2 separate regions of the Capra hircus genome follow, and region 1 is linked to region 2. A link is a contact called in public Hi-C data. All regions are on one chromosome and are shown on one strand. Each heading gives the region's core, a stretch centred on a gene start, on an enhancer-like site or on the middle of the called end of the contact. The rest is flanking DNA. Distances are from core to core; before and after follow the strand shown. Region 1 overlaps BEAN1 (protein BEAN1). Region 2 has its middle 6.9 kb from the start of CDH5.

Evidence for each region. Hi-C and Micro-C count contacts between places; a contact is called where the count stands out from the background.
Region 1: a Hi-C map of liver shows a contact between it and region 2, with 3 times the contacts expected there. The contact joins two enhancer-like sites. A contact is called at or near these places in 2 of 5 Hi-C or Micro-C datasets (blood and liver).

The regions. Positions count from the first base shown.
Region 1 is chr18:35,494,620-35,497,319 of ARS1.2, forward strand. All of the region lies in intron 2 of BEAN1 (protein BEAN1), which reads left to right. Among named protein-coding and RNA genes, the nearest start is that of BEAN1, 26 kb to the left of the region's middle. Within about 2 kb of position 1,447, at least 1 of the 5 cell types and tissues checked has an H3K27ac peak or open chromatin away from gene starts, as enhancers often do.
Region 2 is chr18:35,387,021-35,389,720 of ARS1.2, forward strand. No RefSeq gene overlaps it. Among named protein-coding and RNA genes, the nearest start is that of CDH5, 6.9 kb to the right of the region's middle. Within about 2 kb of position 1,396, at least 2 of the 5 cell types and tissues checked have an H3K27ac peak or open chromatin away from gene starts, as enhancers often do.

The DNA of each region.
Region 1 (2,700 bases), core at 197-2,696, 110 kb after region 2:
TGTTCCCAGTGCCTAGCGTGTATCCAAGCAGAGAAGCACTTAGTGAGTACTGGTGGGTGGATGGATGGACGGGTGGATGGATGACTGAATATATGGATGGATGCATGGATGATCAAGTGGATCCTGAGTAGATGCCTAGATACATAAATACATGGGAGGGTGGATAAACGGTTGGTTGAGTGAATTAATGGAGGGGTGGATGACTTCACATTCTAATCCTCAGTTTCCACTATAACCTGCCCCACTTGTAATGCCTCAAACAGCCAAGTGAAACATGTCAGGGCCTTGACATCTTGCAGAGATACATTTCCGTTGTAAGAAGAATCCTGAACGCCAAGCAGCCATTTCCCCAGCCTCATAATGCCGGTGTTCATGTGGCAGCCCGCAGCCTCACCCCAGGAGCACCTCCTCCTTCCCTGAGCTCTTCTGCGACCTCACCCTTCTGTACTCCTGCCCAGGCCCCTTCCTCCCTCCCCTGCTCTCGTTCTGCTGGTTCATCCTGCAAGACCCAGCCCCTGTGTGGATGTTCCTGACCTGCCCCCAGTGCCCTAATCTCTCTCCATCACAGTCTCCTGGTGACAAGAGGATAGGTATCTCCAAGTGGGCTGAGAAGTTGCCCAAAAAAAAGAAGGGGATAGGACTCAGAAGCGCCCACGTATAGTGAGCCTGCCCTGCCGTGTCCCCCTACCCTAGCTGGGAGGCTGGGACCAGCCATTGGTGAGCAAAGAAAAGACAGCGCCTGAATCCTCTTCCCCAGATTCTCTCCAATGACTTCACAGCCTCACCCTGGTGGCTTCAGCAGTGGAGAAGAAGTGCACTTCTGAGGCCAGACTTAGGGAAGGGGACCCATGACAAATGTGTTCAGAATTTTCTGTGACGGGGACTATCAGTCAGAACTCTGTCCGCAGCCCCCTTCTTCCTCCAGCCAGCATCTCCGAAGATATGGGCAGGACTGGAGAACTAAAGACGGTGGCTCAGCACCTTCGGTGCCTCGGTGCCCTTCCTTTGCCAGTGGTCCTAGGTGGCTTCAGACTGCAAGAGCAATCTTCTGATCTCACTGCCTCCCCCATTGCGTTCACTGGGCTCCCACCTCCTCCCTACCCCTTTACTTCACCCTTCAGGAAGAACAATTCAAGATCCAAGAATAAACATCTTTCAGACAAACAGTGAGCAGGTCCAGAGAGAGCAGAGAACATGCCCAAGGTCACACAGAGGGTAACTGGCTGAACCAGGAATGTAGCCCAGTTCTCCCAGCTCTGCCACAAAAGCAGGTGGACAAACTTCAGCCCACCAAGATTCAGTGTCCTGTAAATGGGAGTGGCCATGATTTCACACAGAGAGGAGGCAAGCGCCAGACTCGGCCCCAACCCCAGGCCGGGGTCACTGAGGGCCTGACTCACCAGTGGTTCCCAGTCGCAGCCTGGAGCAGGAGTCCGGAGGCGCAAGCGCTGGCTTCTGCCTGGCCCGGCGGTGGCCCACGGACCCAGGCACCATCCCAGCCCCGACAGGAGCCTCAGGACCCCATGCGCAGAGTCGGGAGAGCACCAGGGCTGTTTCTGCAGCGTGCTCACAGTACTTCAGCTTGGCGCGCGGAGGAACTCTCTCAGGAACAGCTCACCGTCAAGAGCTTTCAGTTGAGCCTGGCTCCACTCAGAGCCCGGGAGTCTGGGCTTCAACCTCCTCCACGCTCCACCCACGCTCCACGCACGCCCCACGCTCCATCTACACGCCACGCACGCCCCACGCTCCACGCACGCCCCACGCTCGCCCACTCACGTTCCATGCTCCACGCATGCCCTTTGCTCTACACACCGCTCCACCCTCTCTCCACGCTCACTTGGAGCCTGGCAGCAGCCTTCTTGTGTTTATGACATATCCCTTTCTTGGGAAGATTCCTTGGAGAAGGAAATGGCAACCCACTCCAGTGCTCTTTCCTGGAGAATTCCATGGACAGAGGTGGCAAAGAGCCACGATTGAGCGACAAACATACACATACACTATCCCTTTCTTCAGCCAGAGGGCGCCCCTAAAACACTTGGACCTCGGCCCCTGGACGTCTCCTCTTTGCCCTGGAGATAAAGGACAGCCTTTTCCCCTAATTTAGTTCCGCTTGGTCTTAGTTGCCGCACATGGAATCTCCAGCTGTTATCTAGTTCCTGACCAGGGATGGATTCTGGGCCCCCGCATTGGGAGCATGGAGTCTTAACTACTGGACATCAGGGAAAACCCAAGAATGGTCTTTTGACTTTCTAGATCCTCTAATAGTGGACCCCTGCCAGCCCCTCAAAACTTAGCAATATTTGTGCTCAGTCGTGTCTGACTCTGCGGCACCATGAACTATAGCCTGCCAGGCTTCCCTGTCCATGGGATTTTCCAGGCAAGAATACTGGAGTGGGTTGCCATTTCCTTCTCCAGGGAATCTTCCTGACCCAGGGATGTTTAGCTATTTAAAGGCTTAGTTTAGCTAACCATGACATGCAATGTTTAGCTGTTGATATACTTTCACCCTGAATAAGACTTAGGTTATGGTCTACCTTGCTACATATAAGGTGGCCAGGAGGAAGCAAAGCTCAATTTTAGGGAGAGGAAATTTTCACTTTAGCAAAATCCCGAAAACATGAGTTCTGTCTCACAGTGCCTGTTAGCCACAGACTAGCATCTTGCCTAAGAGCACAGGGCTTTGGCTGCCCACTGACTTGG
Region 2 (2,700 bases), core at 146-2,645:
TGTTTCCCTCATCGCATACATATGGCAAATACTGCCAGACTGCATACCTAAAATGTATGCAATTTACTGTGCATTAATTGCTCCTCAATAAAACTTTTAAAAAATAAACAAAGCTCAATAAAGCTGTTTTGATTTTTCAAAGAAAAGGAAACTCTATTCTTTATTGTTGTTTGTCATGGAGAAGATGAAGTTCGGATTGAGTTTCAGGGAGCTGGAAGATCTAGAGGTGCTTTGGGAGGTGGAATTCCACAGGTCTGGCAAGTGCCAAGGTCTTGTGGCCTGACAGAGCACTGTGCTTGCAGAGGGCCAGAGCTGCAGGGTGAGGAGCAGGGCAGGAGGGGGCAGCAGGGCCTTAAATACCAGGCTGAGGAGCTTGGACCTTGTCCCAAAGAGCAAAAGATGGTGGTCATCAGCAGGAACTAGCACCAAACAGCAGACTCGTGGGAACGGAGGTGTGATGTGGCAAGACTGTGTGTGACCCTCCCCCGTCACAGTGAGGGAGGGCCAGCGCGACCGGCCCAGAGCCGAGCCCGGCAGCACTGGCCTACGCGGTGGCAGGGGCAGCAGACAACCCCCACCCAGCCTCCCTTGTCACCAGGAGTCTGGACCCCTCCCCAAACCTCACCACCCTGACTCCAGTCTTCCTTCTCTCCAGCCATATGTTTCCTGTGAGTGACCCCAGCCAGGACTCACAAGCGGAAGGAAACTTTTCCAGAAGTACAAATAGACTGGGAGGAGCTGTTCTCAGAGGGGGTTCCTCAGCCCAGGGCAGGGGAACCCCTGACGATGGCCAGATACTCAGACACAGGGGGCTACAGAAACAGCCTGAGCCTTGAAGTCATCCACACAGACCAACAGATTCCCAGTTTGCTCCTCTCCACTGGCAGGATCGCCGCAGCACCGCCCTGCCTTTCCCGCCAGCATCCTCGTTAGAATTTTATGTAAACTGAGCACTACCAGGCTCAGAGATACCCCTGTGGGGGCCAGCTTGAGCCCAGGAGCCGGGGAGGGTTGCTTTGGGCTGGTAGAGCTTCTCTTGGTTCTCTCCTGGTTCAGGGGCATGGCAGATGGGTGAGGCTGTGGGACCCCCAAGACATCCACTAGCTGCCTCAGTTTCACCCAATCTGCCTTGAGCTCTTCCTGGATGGCTCCTTCCCCAGGGCCAGCCCAGACTCCTCATCCCCTGGCTGGACTGGGGCCACAACGGCCACCTCAAGCCACAAGCGGTGGGGTCTAGAGATGGCTGAGGGGACTGGAAATGGGCCGGGCCAGCGCAGGCAGGAGGCAGACATCCCAGGCTGGCTGGGTTCTGGTCCTGCCGCCACACTGCCTGAGGCTGTGGCCTGAGCCGGGTCTGTTTACCCCATCAAGATGCAGCCCCGGACCCACCTTCCTGCCCCGCAGAAGGCAAATCCTCTGACCCATTGTTCTCCCGGACAGTTGATGGAGGGCGCAAGGAATGTGGGGCCCAGAGGCAGGAAGTCCTGGCTTCCGCGTGGGCGAGCTCTCTGCCAGACTCAGGCCTGCCCTCCAATTAAGGAGAAAGGGCCCTTGGTCCCATCCTGCCACTCCCAGCTCACTGGGCCACCCTGGAGCAAAGCCTTGAGCTCTCTGGGCCTCTGCAGGAGATGAGGGTGCAGAAGGCTTGGTCAACAGGGTCATAGAAGCAGCTAATTTCCAGTTAATAGAGGAGGAAGGGGCTGGCCCCAGGAATGGCCCTCCTTTGGCCCAGCTGTGCCCCTTGGCCCACTTGTGCACATAAACACACACATCACGTTGATGTGGATGCCTAACACTGTCCACAGGAGCTCTGGCACGCACACATGTAGCCACACAGCTGCCAAACCAACGCCGTGCACATGCGCACACCCTCACCCATGTGCACACCCTCACCCATGTGCACACCCTCACCCATGCGCATGTGCAGCTCACCATCAACCTCTCTGCAGCATCACTGTCACACTAACACTTATTGAACACCTATTGTATGCCAGAGGCAGCTTTACTCGAATCTTCTTAATGACTCCTTCCAGCAACCCCACAAGGAAGGCATGTGGTCGCTCCCATTTTACAGAAGGGGAGACTGAGGCACCGAAGGCTTGCCCAGGATCAGCGGGGCAGTAAGCAGCAGGTATGCCTGGGACATGACCACAGGCATCACTCTGAACCCTCACGTTGAGGGGGGCTGCTGCCCCTGGGTACCCTTCAGCCCCAAGTGTGAACACAGCTTCCTAAGGGCCTGCCCGGATATGGTGGAAGAAAAGTGAGAAACAGCTGGGAAAGTGCTGTGCGGATACCCATTGTTCTCACTGTCGGGAATTCAGTGCCTGCTCCAGTGGTCCCTTCCTAGCCAAGGAAAGGCCTCACTTGGTCCAGCTCTAGCGACTGTACACATAGCGGCCACGGCTCGTGGCTCACCAGCCAGGCCACAGACCTTCAGACTAGATGGGCGATTTGCCTGGCATTCAGTTTCCCAGAGGCCCTGCCTGAGTTCCCCGTGCAGCTCGTGAGGCTTCGGCCGCCTGGCTTCACCCCAGCCAGTCCTTGAATCCCCCTCCCAACAGTTCAACCCTTCCCCCTGGGGAATGGCTTCTTCCCAAACAGGCAGGAGACACCGGTTGGATTCCTGGGTCAGAAAGATCCTCTGGAGAAGTGATAGGCTACCCACTCCAGTATTCCTGGGCTTCCCTGGTGGCTCAG